Regions from separate parts of the Oryctolagus cuniculus genome. Here region 1 is linked to region 2. The links are chromatin contacts, called in public Hi-C maps. All regions are on one chromosome and are shown on one strand. Each heading gives the region's core, a stretch centred on a gene start, on an enhancer-like site or on the middle of the called end of the contact. The rest is flanking DNA. Distances are from core to core; before and after follow the strand shown.

Region 1 (2,700 bases), core at 49-2,548, 39 kb before region 2:
AAGCTCGGCCGAGACCCACCGGGAAGCCCGGAGACCCGACGCGCTCTGGGATGTTAGAGCGATGGTCGGGGGCCCTGGAGAGGGAAATGCGGTGACGCCAACGCCCCCCAGGGAGGGCCCGGCGCTCCCACCCTGGGCGCTCCCGCCTTAGCCCCGAGAGCGGGTGGTCCGCAAAGCAGCGGGGCTGGGGCTGGGGCTGGGGGGGGGCGCTGCCTCTGCAGCGAGGCTCCGGGGAGCGGGGGACGCGACCCCGGAACAGAACAGCCCTCCTCAGCGCCGGCCTGCCGCGGAGTGGCCGCCCGCACCGCCAGGATCCCCGCTCAGTGTGTGCATGTGCCGGCGCCCCACCTCCATCACGCCGCCGCCGCTTCTCCCAGTGCGCCCGCCCCGCCGGCCCCTCGGGCCACTGCAGCCCCCTCCCCACCCTTCCCGCTTCACACCACGCAGGGGGGCCCGTTACAGCCCCTCTCCTGCTCCCTGCGGCGCCCCAGCTCGCGAGCCGGGTAAGCGTCGAGGCGAGGCCGCGGGCCGGGCCGGGCCTCCGTCCCTCTGACACGGAGCCCCCCTTCCCTCGCGCCTCCCGATCCCGGCCGCACCAACGCTGCCTGCGCCATGCATTCTCGCTCCCCTGCTTCGGCCCAGCTTCGGGTCGTGAGGCGCCCGGGGGCTGCGGGCCGAATGCACGGGTTGGCAACGCAAGTCCTTTGTGTGCGTGCGCACGTTGCGGGACTCCATCCCCACCCGTCGGCCTGGTTTCCAAAGCCCCTCTCCTGCCCTGGCCACCTGCGTCCACGGGACTCCCAACCACCCGACAACAGGTTGGCCGGGGCGCCCAGATCTGTCGGTGTTCGGCCCCCAGGATGCCAAACTTCCTGTCTCCCGCGCAGGCAGCCTCGGGCTGCAGCCGCCCGGCCCCGCCCCCGCCCGGCGCCGCTCACCGTGGCATCCTGCCCGGCGTAGTGGCTGATGACCCGGGAGCCCCCCGGGTGCCGGCGGACGAACTCGCTGATGTTGTACACCTTCCGGTCGATCACGAGCCACCGCTCCTTCTCGCGTCCGGAGTGCAGTGCCACCTCGTCCCAGGTGAAGTAGCGCGGGCTGGGCCCCTCGGCCGGGGTCTCGGGGGCCATCGCCGGCCTGGCGACGCCGCGCGCCGGCCCGGCAGGGGCTTGTCAGGCGCGCGCGCTCGGGGCCCGCGGGGTAGCGCACGGCGGTCTCGCGGGCTCCGGGAGCGGGTCCGCTGGCGCGCGCCCGTGCGCCGTCGCCCGCGCGCCGGGTTTTCAGCACCCGCGGAGCGGACCGCCGAGCCGGGCAGCGCGCGCTCCTATTGGCTGCGCCGCGTGGCGCGGGGCGCAGGCCCCGCCCCGCGCCGGTCCTCGGGGGCGGGCGCCGGCGGGGGGACCTGGACGACCGCAGGCTCCTTAAAGGGGTCGCCCTCGTTCCACTTCCTGAGCGGCGTCCGGCGGAATGCTGAGGTGACGGCTGCCTGAGGGCGGCGCGGACGGAATAACGGTTCCCGGCGCGGCCGGGCTGCCGAGGCAGAGGGCCCTCAGGGAGTAGGCGTTGGAAGTGGGCGGAGCTCTGGGTGGACTTAACAGAATTTATTTGCGCAAAGATCTCCTTTGACCTGTCCACTAAAGATTCGGAGCGTTCCTCCTCAGCAAGGCGGGCAGCCGCGGTTTGTAGGAAAAAAAAAAAAAAGTAGCATCAGCAACAGGCAGAAGCGGCCTGATTGGCTGCGGTTCCCGGCTTCTCCTTATTTGGAAATGGCCGGGCCGTTCGCAGCCCGTGATTGGCTGAGAGCTCGGCCGCCGCGATTGGCCGGGACTCCGCTGCTGGGCACGGGAGCGCGCGGTTCCGTTCGGTTGCAGGCTGCGTGTTTACCTCGGTTCTGGTTCCTTGACTAGAAGGGTAGCTGTGAGGCCAGATTGAATTTAACAGTTCCCAGCGCTTTTTTTTTTTCTTAAGTTGAGAGATAAAATCGAATGCATCATGTACAACATGTAGCGAAGTATACTTGTGTATATGTTGTGGAATGGTTAAATATAGCTAATTATGCATGACCTCACATAATTAGGATGTTCGTGGCGAGCTTACTCAAAGTGCAGTTTCTTTTTGCCGTTTCGACGACCACGATATGTGGTCACTAACTATAGCTCCCTTGCTGGCCAGTCCATCTCTTGAACTTTCTCCTCCTGTAAGCGATTATATGTCCTCTGACCACTCTCTAACCAGTCCAGTTTTTGGTAACCACCATCTACTTTCTACTTCTATGAGATTAGAGGTTTTTTTCATTTGAAGATTTTGTATTGATTTGAAAGGCAGAGTAACAAAGAGTCAGAAATTTTCCATCTGATGATTCACTCCCAGAATCTGCAACAGCCAGATCTGGGCCAGCCTGAAGCCAGGAATTCCATCCTGGTCTCCCACATGGGTTGGCAGGAGCCCGAGTACTTGGGCCATCTTCCTCTGCCGCCTCAGGAGCATTAGCAGGAAGCTGGCTCAGAAGCAGAGCAGCCAGGAATGGAACTGGCAGGCCAGTGTGGGATGCTGGCATCCAAAGCTGCTGCTTAGCCCGAGTCAGACCCTTTGAGATCAGTCTTTTTCAGTCCATGGATCAGTGAGATCATGTGGTGTTTGTCTCTCTGTCTATAGCAAACTTCTTTAACATAACGTCCTCTGGTTTTATCCATGTTGTTG
Region 2 (2,700 bases), core at 9-2,508:
GAGGACTTCTCTGAGGACGTGACATTTAGCTGAGATCCAGAAGAGGTGTAAGAGTCAGCTGGGGCCGGTGCCGCGGCTCACTAGGCTAATCCTCCGCCTTGCGGTGCTGGCACACCGGGTTCTAGTCCCTGTCGGGGCGCCGGATTCTGTCCCAGTTGCCCCTCTTCCAGGCCAGCTCTCTGCTGTGGCCAGGGAGTGCAGTGGAGGATGGCCCAGGTGCTTGGGCCCTGCACCCCATGGGAGACCAGGAGAAGTACCTGGCTCCTGCCATCGGATCAGCGCAGTGTGCTGGCCGCAGCGGCCATTGGAGGGTGAACCAATGGCAAAGGAAGACCTTTCTCTCTGTCTCTCTCTCTCTCACTGTCCACTCTGCCTGTCCAAAAAAAAAAAAAGTCAGCTGGGAGTGGGGAGAACCTCCAGGTACGGGGAGCAGCATGTGTGGACCAAGAGAAGCCCAGCATGGCTAGCTTGAAGTGGATGAATGAGAGAGTGAAGGAGCCGAGATTGGAGAGGTCCAAGGGAGGTGGGTAGAGTCCTGCAGCTCAAGATGAGGCATGTGGCCACTGTCATCATTCAGGTAATGTGTCAGAGTGGTTGGTAGTGTCTGCAAGTCACTGATGAGCTCTTAATTTAAAAAAAAAAAAAATTTATTTATTTGAAAGGCAGAGTTAGAGAGAGAGAGAGCGTGCTTTCACTGGCTGATTTAAATGGCCGCAATGACTGGGGCTGGTCCAGACTGAAGTCAGGAGCCTAGAGCTCCGTCCAGGTCTCCCACATGGGTGGCAGGGCCCAAGCACTTGGGCCATCTTGCCCTGCTTTCCTGGGTGCATTAACAGGGGGATGAATTGAAAGTGGAGCAGCTGGGACTTGAGCTGGTGCTCCAGTGAGGAAGCTGGCGTTGCAGGTTGTGGCTTAACCTGCTGCGCCACGATGCCAGCCCCACATCCTTAATTTTTTGTTAATTATTTTTGGTTTGTCTTTCTCCATTCTTCCCTTGGGGTAGTTTCTATTTATATGCCTCAGGCCCACTGATCCTTTTTCCTGCCCTATCTTCTGTGCTGTTTATCCCATCCAGTGTACTGTTCGTATCAGATTATAGTTTTCATCTTCAGAAGTTCCATTTGGGTCTCTTTGTATCTTTCATTTCCTTCCTTGTATTGTTCCTGTTATACTCTAACTACTTGAACATCGGGAGCATGTTTACAATAGGTCCTTTAGCACTCATGTCTGCTAATTCCATCATCTCTGTCAATCCTGGATCTGTTGCTATTGACGGATTCGTCTCCAGGGTAAGGGGCCATTTGTGTTGCTTGTTTGCATACACAGTAATATCTGATCAGCTGCCAGACATTGTCGATTTTACACTGACACAGGATGGAGTGGTTGTATTTATTCAAATAGCGTTTGCCTTCGTTGTGGTGAGCAATTAGGAACTTGGAATCAGTTTGATGCCCTTGAGACTTGCTTTTAAACTTTTTCAGGGTGGGTCCATCACAGCTGTGGATGCGGGTCTGACTCATTCCCATTTCCAAGGCATGGCCCTTTGTGTTATAAGGGCTCTGCACTCTGGCTGCTGGGACCACTTCTAGTCCTGGGTGTGCCCCAGGAGCCATCTGGCATGCAACTTTCTGGTGGTTCTTCCCCGACTCCCACATATTCCCATCAGCACTCAGCCAAGGACTTGAGAAAGCCCTGAAGTTCTTGTGGAGCACTTGGGTCTCTCTTGTGGCTTGGCCAATGTTAGGCTCTAAATATTTGTGTTTCCCTAACATTTATGTGTTGAAATCTCAACCCCCTGTGGTGAAGTTGTTAGTGGGTGGGAGTTCCAAAAGCGTAGCCCTCACAAATGGGACTAGTTCTCTAAGCCAGAGGGAGAGAGAGCCTGGCCCTTCCACCGTGTAAGGTTACAGTGAAAAGACACCGTCTAGCTAAGAACCAGGGACTGGGTCCTCACCAGACACCAGGTCTGCCAGCACTGTGACCTTGACCTCCCAGCCTCCAGAACTGCGAGAAATAAATGTGTGTTGTTTACGAACTGCCCCATCTACGGCATCTTGTTATAGCTTCCTAAACAAATTGAGGCCTTCCAGATGTGGTGCAGCAGGTTGGAGCCCCAGCTGCTCTGCTTCCGGTCCAGATCCAGCTTCCTGTTAATGCACCTGGGAAGGCAGCAGATGATGACCCAAGCACTTGGGCCCCGTCACCCAGCCACCCACATGGGAGATCTGGATGGAGTTCCTGGCTCCTGGCTTCAGCTTGGCCCAGCCATGGCTGGGTGGCCATTTGGGGAGGTTCATCCTCTTTCTCTCTTCCTTCCTTCCTTCCTTCCTTCCTTCCTTCCTTCCTTCCTTCCTTCCTTTTTGTCTGTCTGTCTGTCTGTCTCTCTCCCCCCCTCTTTCTTTTTCCCTTCCTCCCTTCTTCTCTGTCATTCTTCCTTTCAAATAACAAATCAATTACTTAAAAAAAAAAAAGACCTTTCAGATGAGATCAGGGTGAAAATGGTGGTGTTGGCCACCCACCCTGGTTCAGAGGCCTTGGCAAGTGGCTCTTGTCACCCTGGTCCTCTTACTGTCTTTGTTATTCCAGCCAAGAAAGTGTGTTTCTAGACGTGAGACTCTGGGGCTCATGAAAGTGTTTAAAACTGGATTAATATCACTTTGGTGAAATGACAGAAAGTAGCATCTTCAGTAATTCCTGTCT

What was found. A called contact is a pair of places that touch in the nucleus more often than the background predicts.
Region 1: a contact with region 2 is called in a Hi-C map of an unstated tissue, with 1.5 times the contacts expected there. The contact joins the promoter of FADS1 here to the enhancer-like site in region 2. A contact is called at or near these places in 3 of 6 Hi-C or Micro-C datasets (psoas muscle, skin fibroblasts and an unstated tissue).

The regions. Positions count from the first base shown.
Region 1 is chr1:10,420,556-10,423,255 of mOryCun1.1, reverse strand. It overlaps FADS1 (fatty acid desaturase 1), which reads right to left and starts at 1,298. Exons shown (of 12, transcript XM_008274405.4): 1 at 939-1,298. The coding sequence starts at 1,130.
Region 2 is chr1:10,381,414-10,384,113 of mOryCun1.1, reverse strand. No RefSeq gene overlaps it. Among named protein-coding and RNA genes, the nearest start is that of FADS1, 39 kb to the left of the region's middle. Within about 2 kb of position 1,258, at least 2 of the 8 cell types and tissues checked have an H3K27ac peak or open chromatin away from gene starts, as enhancers often do.